Regions from separate parts of the Mus musculus genome. Here all the other regions are linked to region 2. Evidence: chromatin contacts called from public ChIA-PET and Hi-C data. All regions are on one chromosome and are shown on one strand. Each heading gives the region's core, a stretch centred on a gene start, on an enhancer-like site or on the middle of the called end of the contact. The rest is flanking DNA. Distances are from core to core; before and after follow the strand shown. Region 1 has its middle 15 kb from the start of Gm30173. Region 2 overlaps Foxo1 (forkhead box O1). Region 3 overlaps Gm30173 (predicted gene, 30173).

Region 1 (3,076 bases), core at 61-2,560, 210 kb after region 2:
GCAAAGGCAGTGACAACTTTGTGAGTTCGAGGCCAGCCTGATCTATATAAACACTGATCATTCAGTGCTATACAGCAAGGGCTACACAGAGTCTCAAATACACACACACACACATACACACACACACATTGTATATGATGTTTGACCTGCATGTATGGGTATCACATGTGTGCCAGGTGCAGTGAGGGGCAGAAGAAGGCCTTAGATCCCTTTGGAATGATAAATGATTGTGAATCACTCTTAGGATGCTGAAAACCAAACCCAGATCCCTCCTTGCAAGAGCAAACAGTTCTCTCAGCAGTGGAGCCATGTCTCCAGGCCTCTTAGCATCTTCTCATGAGCTGGTCTTTTCTCATCTGTTTCAAACCTTTCTGTCTTTGCTTGTTGTTTTATATCTGTTCATTGTAATGCAAACTTCAGAGATTTTAACTGGGAAGGGGCCTAACAGGCGTATATACTTAAAGGTTGTAGTTTGAGGGGTCAATGCGGTTTGAGGCTTCTGAGGAGGGAAACAAGGCACAGAGTCACTGTTTATATGTTCAGGTACTGAGCTGCACACTTTAGAAGAATGTGAGAGGCCACGAGGTTAAGGAACACGTCTAAGGCAAAGATCTTGGATGCCAACAGAGAATGCTCTGAGCTTTAGTCAGGTTCCTTGCAGCTTGTAGAAGGTTCTGGGTCAGGAAGAAATAGTCAAGTTTGGAGAATTAAAAACAAACAAATACACAGAACCCCAAACAAAAACCTAACAAAACGAGATAGGGAAGGAGAAGATGTGTCAGGACAATTTCCCATGATCCTTTGGCTTCTTCCGCTGTCTCACACCACCCACCCATCCACAGAAGACAAAGTCTGAGAAATTCACTGCCAATTGAGGGACTGGAGGTCAGAACTAAGCAAAGATGATTCAGGCAAACCTGTGGCTACACCAGACGGAATTCCGTTCAGGACTTTTGTTTAAATGAGATTTGAATCTGAGCAGCAACGGCCACCCTTTGCACCGTTGAGCAAGCCTGTACTAGGTATGACAACACGTTCATTCACCATCAGTTCCCAAACGGCAGCGCCAGCCAGCTTGGCAGATTGTTCCAAAAGTCACACAGGGACAAGGGCATCGTTAAAGAGGAAGTACAACCCAGGAGACCCTTGCTTGACATCTTGGTTGCAAAAGTCACTTTGCCTTTCTGAGCCCACTTGTTCTGGGCATGCTGATGAGAAATCTTTTCTTGTGGGGTGATATATAAATGATGGCCACAGTACCTAGCATGATGCTGGGTGGATGGGAGAGCCTTGGGGGTGGGGTAGGGGGTAAGGAAGTGGGGTAGGGTAAGGGTGAAGTAGGGATAGGGCAGGGGTGGGGATGGGGCGGTGGAGGTGGGGTGGGGTAGGGTAAGGGTGGAGTGGGGGTGAGGGGGTGGGGTAGCATAAGGGTGGAATGGGGGTAGGGTGGGGGTGGGATGGGGTGGGGTTCTATTTTTTCTTTCTGTCTGTTTCTCAGTTTTCCTTTGGATGTTAGTCAGCCAGGACAGAGAGAAGGATGAGAGATGGCCTCTAGTAAACCCGGCTAATCAGTCACAGATGACCCTTGGCATTGCTGCCTGATTGCGAAAGCACGGGCTTAAACATGACACATGATAAGGAAATGGTGTCAAAAAGCACGATTCCCTTAGAGAGTGCAAAGCACTTTGTATGTGCCCTCATTGACAGCAGCAGGGCCCGGGACAGGGACTGTCACGTTCCCATTCAAGGGAGGAAAGACATCTGGAAAAGAGCAAAGATCTGCCTTATGCTCCCCTCCCCTGCCTGCTCTGACCTGTGACCTACACAGCAAGCCCGACCTGGAGCCTCCAAGCAACACCTTCACAAAGCTTCATATTTATTTATTGTAAGAAAGTACCGTTTTCCAGGAAAGGCTTTTTAAAAACACATTCCTGGAACAGCAACTTCATGCTGTTAGAACTAACATACTTTTGGTAGAGCTCCGTTCCAGAGCTTGCAGAGATCAGTTGAAGTGTGTTAATAGTTTGTCACTAATCCAAGGATCACATCCCCAGTGGCTTCCTTTCTTCCTCATTTTCTTCCTCTTCCTCCTCCTTATCCATTGGCTATAGTGTGCTCTGTCCGGTTCTAATTCTTGCAAATCCAAGTGACCCCGTGTTGGCTGACGATTCGTGTGGAGATGACGTCTTGTCCACTCTGAAGCACCACTATACGTCGGAGCTGCTGCCCTGCCCTAAGTGAGTCCGTACTGTGTGAAACAGTAGCTCTCAGGAGGAGCTTTGCCCATGCCGACCCTACTTTGCAAAGGGACATTTGGCTCCATTTTGAGCATAAACACAGGGGCAAGGTGATTGCCTCTTGTGTACAAATTAAATAGTGACATCTGTCCAGTGCAAGCCACTGGGCACAGACTGGCAACTTACTGCTACAAGGAAGAAGGTGCCACCCATACATTTACAAATGGAGGTGGGGAACAAGGAGGGATATGGGCATATTTAAGCTCATGGAGAACCAGCCCTTCAAACTTATTGGACAAGTCAGACCAACAAGAGATGCTACAGTCTCATTTAGACCGTTTAAAAGAAGGGTCACCTAGCACACAGACAGCAATAGTGCCACAGACCTGCCATCTGACCACTGTGTGTGTGAGTGTGTGGTATATAGTGTGTGGTATGTGGTATGTGTACATGTGTGTTTGTGTGTGAAAGGACTAATAGCCAAAGAACTCTAAACTGTCCCTGGGGTTTCAGCTCCACATGATCCCTCCTGCTTGATGTGGTCCACTTGAAATGCCATTTGTCTGTCTGTATGTCTATGTCTGAATAGAATGGGAGCTAAGTCCTCACTTCTCTGGTTCTGTGACTGAGAGACTTGGGGGGTTGAGGCTGGGGTTAAGATCTGCAGCTCAGTTTTCCTAAAAGTCAGCTTCTTAGTATCCAGCCACCTTCAGGGGCTCTTCATGTACCTGGATCACCTGCCTCTGCCTTCAGTGAGGCCTGGTCTCTGAACTTTGTAACCTTTAACTCTTTCGTAGTCATTGTTTCTCTCTCTCTCTCTCTCTCTCTCTCTCTCTCTC
Region 2 (3,106 bases), core at 107-2,606:
GCCGTCCCCACTTTCTGAATCTTCCTTTGTCCAGACTCCTGCTTTGGATTTGTTTGCGCTGCCTAATTCCTTTCCTAGCCCTCAAGCCCCAAATAAGAGAGAGTAGAATGGAACTGTTTAAACCAATTTATTACTTTCTAAACTTTTTTTTTAATATCTTCTTGTTATATTTACCCCTTTCCCACTTTTTCAAAGGTCTCTCTTGTTTAAGGTTTAAACTGGCAGATTTTCTCTATGCATAGTGTTTTAGTCTGAATATTATATACTTCCGTCTCTCTGGCTTGGGATTTGGCATCCTCCTGCCTCAGCATTTTTAGTACTGAGATTACAACCTGAGCAGTTGGACCTGATTTTTAAGAATTTTCTCAAAATCCAGAGTAAAGTGGGTAGACAGAATCTTTGGTCGGTAGACTACTGGTGGTAAAATAGGAGCTGTCCCCTATATGTCCTCCGCCCGGGGCTTCTAAACTGCTCTCTCTTTGTAATGTCCACTGCACACGTAGACGTCTTAGTTTTGATTTTTAACTACACATTCAAAGTTCTCCCTGTAAAGCTGTTACAGTCAGTTTGGGGTTTTGTAAGTCACAACGAATGGGTCGTCATAGCACTTAGCAGCTGTGTTACTCAGACTCCAGCTACATTGCTTTTCTCAGTGAAAAGTGGGAACAACCAGCGGGTTTCAGTTAGAATCGAATAAAGTGCTAAATGTGTTCTATAGTGTGTAAGACGAGTTTTCTATGTGGAAGCTATTTTTATCACTGAACATGAGACAGTGTGTGTGGGGTGGTGGTGGTGGGGGGGGGGTTTGAGTTGGTTAATGTTTGATAGAAGGTTGAGGGTGAAACCCCAGTGAAGGCACTGTTTTAGAATTGTACACTGGGGCCAATACGAGCTGTTGCCTTTGCGTTTGAGTTTTGAATCCAGATGCCCTCTGCTTGTGCTTGAGATTCTGTCTTTTAAACGTTTATAAGTTAGATTAACTCAGTTGTGTGTCAGTTCGTCCACATGTGTGTGCATGTGTGTGTGTCCACAGTGTTTGTGTGGAGTGGGGCAACTTGGAGGGGTTGTTCTCTCCAACCAGGTCACCACTGGGGGTTGAACTAAGACTTGACAGTGAGGGCCTTTATCTGCCAAGCCATCTCGCTGGCCCAAAGCTCTGTTCTTTATGCTTCAGTTTTCTCCTAAGGTGGGCTAACAACGAGGGAGGCTCGTGTGGTCTCACGTGTGCACTGATCCATATCTCGTGCTTAAGACAGTGTCTGAACATTGTTGTAATGCTCAGCTTCTGAGGCCAGCCAGTGTACTGGGGCTCTATGCAGATGATCCTCACAGCAGACTTGTACCACCGTCATCTGCCAGGTTACGGAAGGGAGCGTGATAGCAAACCTGGTTCTTGCCAAGGTTGTGTGCCTTGTGTGGCAGAGATTAGCTGGAGCCCCTGCTTCTCCCGTGCTGCTGGGGCATGCATCCTTGGGTACCCAGGACAGGGAGGGCAGCAGTGACTGTGGGCTGCTCGTGCGGCTGCAAGGGTCGTGGTGAGGGATTCACTGAAGCATCACTCCTGACAGGCTGTGCTCAGAGCCCTTCCTCAGAAGTGACCAGCTGACCCCACTGTAGAAGGCAGTGATTAGAGGTCAGATGTCTAGATTAAAGGGTTGCTTAGACCATCACATTATCCAGATGTTTTTTCCCTGTAAAATACTGTGCCAGGATTTCTGTGAAGAGTTTTCACTATTGTCACAGCAGACAGTATTTGTCACCGTTTCAGGAGTGTTTGACAGTCAGATTTTGAGCTGAGCCCTGGGACTGCAAGCTTGAGCCGTCGTGTGTTTTCTGAAAGGTTTCCGAGACAGTGTGGTCATGCATCCTCCTCTCCTCCCCCAGTGGACTGTAGTAGTGCACTACACGTCATGGCTCTAACTAGAAACACGCCATTGATTTCCTATTACATGAGCTGGCATTGTTGGTCCTGCAAAGCTGCTGATGACGTAGTAGCCTGTGAAACATTTTATCTTCAGTTAACATGGCTATTTTTTTTTTTTTTTGAAGGAAGAACCAAGGAGTCAGTATTGGAAACAGCATTTTTCTCATTGTCTGTTTGCTGTTTTCTTGCTGTCATAAAATAGCAGGGCACTGCCCTCTAACACTGATTAATAATCTCAGAGACAGAGGCAGGCTGACCTCTGAGTTCTAGACCGGCGTGGTCTACATAGTGAGTTCCAGGCCAGGCAGGATGATGATGTGAGACCCTGTTTAACAACAGTAACCTTGACACGGCCCTTACTGGATGGTTTGTTTGGTTCACAGTTCCATCAAGGCGGGGAAATCACAACAGGAGCTTAGGGGACCTGGTAGCATTGTGGTTCAGCAGAGAGGGAGGGAGGCCGAGTAGCTGCTCAGCTCCCTCTCTGCACTTAGGTCATGCAGGGTCTCAGCCTGGGAGTCCTCCTGACCACTCAGGATCGGATTGGCGTTTAGCACTGTTAGCCACCCTGAGCGGGAAGTGAAGTCTGTGATGTATCTATCCCCAGAAGCCTGCTGAGAGCATTGTAGCCCCCTGAATTTGGAGTTTGAGAGTGCTTGTGCACTGCCTCCTTGTGCTGGAAACAAAACTTCACTCCAGTCCTCTGAAAGAAGAGCAGGAGCTCTTCACTGCTAAGCCCTGGTGTATGCCAGAATAATGCCACATGCTCATCAAGGAAGATGTCCAATTGGTTAAGAGTCATAAATGGTATGAGTTGGGTGTAGAGGCTTGGGTTTTAGCAAACGTTGAATGGACATTGAATCCATAAAGGGAGGGTTTGTGTGTATGTGTGTGTGTGTATGTGTGTGTTTATTGGGACCAAAACCACCTTTGTTTTTATGTTTAAAATGACATACTTGTTTTTCCTTCAGCTTCTTAGGTTTGTATCTTTACTTTATTGAATATGGCACTGTTCATTTATTAATGTCTTTGTGAGGTTTGATATTAGTTATGTAGCGAGCCATTATTACCTGTCAGTTACATAATTCTCTAGACAGAAACCACTTAAATTGCTGAGCTCCGTGTAGCTGGTGTCACTAGAAACGTTCTAAAGTGAGTTTTACCTAGGACAACTTGACAGGA
Region 3 (2,868 bases), core at 122-2,621, 230 kb after region 2:
TCTTTATTTCATAAACAAGGAAACTGAGGTGCTGAATCATAAGAAAACACACCTAGGATCACAAAGCATTTAGAAGCCCCCAGCTTTATGATAGTTTGGCTTACCATATTAGAACGTTACAATGTTTCTAAAGCAACAGACCTGTTGGTAGATGCTGGGTAGAGGCAATGAACCTCAGACCCCAGTAAGCCCTGGCATCATGAGGAAGAGAGACGCTGACACTCCAGTGTGCTGTGTGGTAAGCAGGGGCATTTGGTGCACTAGGTATCCCAAGTGCATTTGTGACTTAATGATGTTTTCCACTCGCTATGAACCTATTGGAATGTCAGTCCTTCGTTAAGTAGGGGAGCGTAATTTGTGGAGGCAAGACTTAAACACCTGCATCATCCTTATCCCAAACCGTTCTCTTGATTCACCACTGAAAATCCAGAGATTGTCACAAAACCATGGAGTTTTAAAAATGAAATAGTACCTTTTGATTTAAAAGCAAAGTCAAATGTGTCAGGGTCCAGAATTATGATCATAGATACAGGGGAGTTGCAGATAAAGGAATGAAGACCACAAAGAGCAGGTAAATACACCGGCATCAACCAGATTGGCCGTTTAAGCTCTCTTAGTGATCTGTAGTGATTATCTTGGGTAAAAGCTTGGAGAACCTAAAAGACGTGGCAGCTGGAAGACCTGGTGAATCTTCTGCATAAAGTGTCTTGTTAACGAGTAACAGATGTTAGCTCATTGCCATCACCATCATCATTATCATCACCATCACCATCATCACCCTTTCCCCGACTCCCGTCACTGTGTGTATCTCAGGGAGGGTGAGATTAGGAATAAGGTGGATACCAGAAGCAGCTGAATGGAACCAAAGAAGAAGGATACAGGGCAGAGAGAAGACCGCATCAAATCACAGAAGCTTCCCGAAAACACTGTACTGCCACTTAGAAGGCAAGTATGACTTTATAGAAAAGGTAAACTAGAGAGGTTAGGGAGTGGGGTAGAGAAAAGAGTGGGTGGGTCTGTGAGAAGTCCATGGTGAATCTTCATTGTCAGCCCAGAAGGTTAGTTTGGAAATTGGGTCTATCTTTGCTGAAATGTAAACCGAGGAAAAGACTCCTAATCTGTGGGAGAAATCCTGTTGGGATATTACTTATGTGGTCGATCCTTATGGTGATCCTTGGAAAACTTGATGTGGGAGAGAACACAGATAGGGCAAGAGCAGATATGCACTGCCTAAGAAGGGACAGGTGACAAAAGGCAGGGCAGTCACGTAAGTTCCTTTCAAGTTGATTTCCACAGCACCGAAGTTAAACACCCAGTTAAAGGTTGGACTTCTTGTGGGAGGTCAAAGGGAGCCAAAGATGGGTGACTGCCAACTGTCACAAAGCTGGGAAGATAAACAACTGGCCAGATGTTCTGGAGAAGACCTGTGTGACAACCTGAACTCATGCCAGTCATCGAGAAGGATGAATAAACAACAGCCAACGGGGGTTGGGGGTGGGGTGTCTGGGGGGGGGGGCGGTCGAAGTCCTGGGTCGTCCCAGCTGTCTTGCCGATGCGTGGTACACCAAGCCACTCTAATGATGAAACCTAAAACGATTCTCGTTTCCGGAGTGTCAATAAGAATTTGGTAGCAAAACAAAAGCTTAGCAAGGAGGTGAAAGAGAGCCCTCTCAGGAGCTAGTTGCAGCCTGAAGCTGGATGTTCCAAGCTATGATTGATAGAGACTGGCTCCAGGGTGCAGCCACCCTGGAACATCCTGTTCCTGTCACTGCGAGAGCTGGAGGCATTAGCAGCCTGGTGATATTGACTTGGTTTTTCTCTCCTGGAAGGCTGGCCTCTTTAGCTTCTTTCAGCATCCTGGGACTGCGCTACACAGGCTTCTTGGCACCACCCACAGACCTCTGAGCCCTCAACAGCCTCCCATTTTACTACTATGCCAAGAGAGTTAACTATATTTTTTTGTTTTTTTTTTGTTTTTTGTTTTTTTTTTTTTTTTTTCTTTTTTCAGCCAATAGCAAGTAGCTCTGGACCATGTGGTTGTCTGTCTATCTGTCCCTCAGGGAAGTGCTGGGCAAGCAATTAGCCACTGTTCTGGCACCCACTGTGTGACCAAGATGGTCTTGGGTCAATGTCTCTCATCTGTGCATGCTTCTAGGATAGTCGTCAACTGTGGAAGAAGGGTCTCTGGGACGTGAGCAACCCTATAGAGGATTGCTGAGATGGGTTAGGGTGAGGGGTGAGGAGGGGAGGAGCCGGAAGTGGCCTAAGTAGCAGGATGAGAAAGGAGTCAAAGGCTCTTGACCCCAGCAATCTCAGGGATCACTGGTGACAAAGGAAGCCATTGTCCCTTAGAGGTGTTGTAGGAGAGTGAAGCCAGAAGATAGAGCAGCCATGTGCCAGGGTTAGGACATGGTGTCAATAGGAAGTTGACTATTAATAGAGACCTGGGGCATTGGCAGGAGAATTGGCTGAAGGAGGGAGCCCCTCTGCTTTGGGGAATTGAGGGAAAAAAAGCAACAGAGAACAGGCGCTCCAAGAGGCGCCCCCAATGTTATAAGGCCATGGAAACTTGACGAAATAACACTGAGTCCTTGCTTAACATGTCTTGCAGGATGATTGATTAGAAAATACAACTGACAAGAAAGTACAGTTTAGGGAATAGTTCCTTGATTGAATAGGTGATAGAGCCCCCCAGCCTCTCTCCTCTCTTTTTGTCTGTCTGTCTGTCGGTCTGTCTGTGCCTCTCTCTTTCTCCTTTATTTTTCAGCTGAAAAAAAAATGCTTGACATTTGACATCATTCCTTTGGCTCAGCGTCCTGTTCCATTTTCCATAACTAGATGTCATCTCAAACCTAGAGCCAGCGCCTG

The links. A called contact is a pair of places that touch in the nucleus more often than the background predicts. ChIA-PET counts read pairs in DNA pulled down with a chosen protein or histone mark.
Region 1: a contact with region 2 is called in a Hi-C map of liver, with 2.2 times the contacts expected there. The contact joins two enhancer-like sites. A contact is called at or near these places in 2 of 484 Hi-C or Micro-C datasets (cortical neurons and liver) and 3 of 115 datasets of contacts at active chromatin or transcription factors (CD8 T cells, double positive thymocytes and extraembryonic endoderm stem cells).
Region 3: an REV-ERBa ChIA-PET map of liver shows a contact between it and region 2, with 5 times the contacts expected there. The contact joins two enhancer-like sites. A contact is called at or near these places in 3 of 484 Hi-C or Micro-C datasets (cortical neurons and liver), 4 of 115 datasets of contacts at active chromatin or transcription factors (double positive thymocytes, extraembryonic endoderm stem cells, liver and 1 more) and 1 of 9 other capture datasets (embryonic stem cells).

The regions. Positions count from the first base shown.
Region 1 is chr3:52,500,766-52,503,841 of GRCm38.p6, forward strand. No RefSeq gene overlaps it. Among named protein-coding and RNA genes, the nearest start is that of Gm30173, 15 kb to the right of the region's middle. Within about 2 kb of position 1,311, at least 36 of the 459 cell types and tissues checked have an H3K27ac peak or open chromatin away from gene starts, as enhancers often do. A contact at or near this core is called in liver, where this site is marked.
Region 2 is chr3:52,291,890-52,294,995 of GRCm38.p6, forward strand. The region is part of intron 1 of Foxo1 (forkhead box O1); the gene reads left to right. Among named protein-coding and RNA genes, the nearest start is that of Foxo1, 25 kb to the left of the region's middle. Within about 2 kb of position 1,357, at least 16 of the 459 cell types and tissues checked have an H3K27ac peak or open chromatin away from gene starts, as enhancers often do. A contact at or near this core is called in liver, where this site is marked.
Region 3 is chr3:52,525,805-52,528,672 of GRCm38.p6, forward strand. The region is part of intron 1 of Gm30173 (predicted gene, 30173); the gene reads left to right. Among named protein-coding and RNA genes, the nearest start is that of Gm30173, 10 kb to the left of the region's middle. Within about 2 kb of position 1,372, at least 16 of the 459 cell types and tissues checked have an H3K27ac peak or open chromatin away from gene starts, as enhancers often do. A contact at or near this core is called in liver, where this site is marked.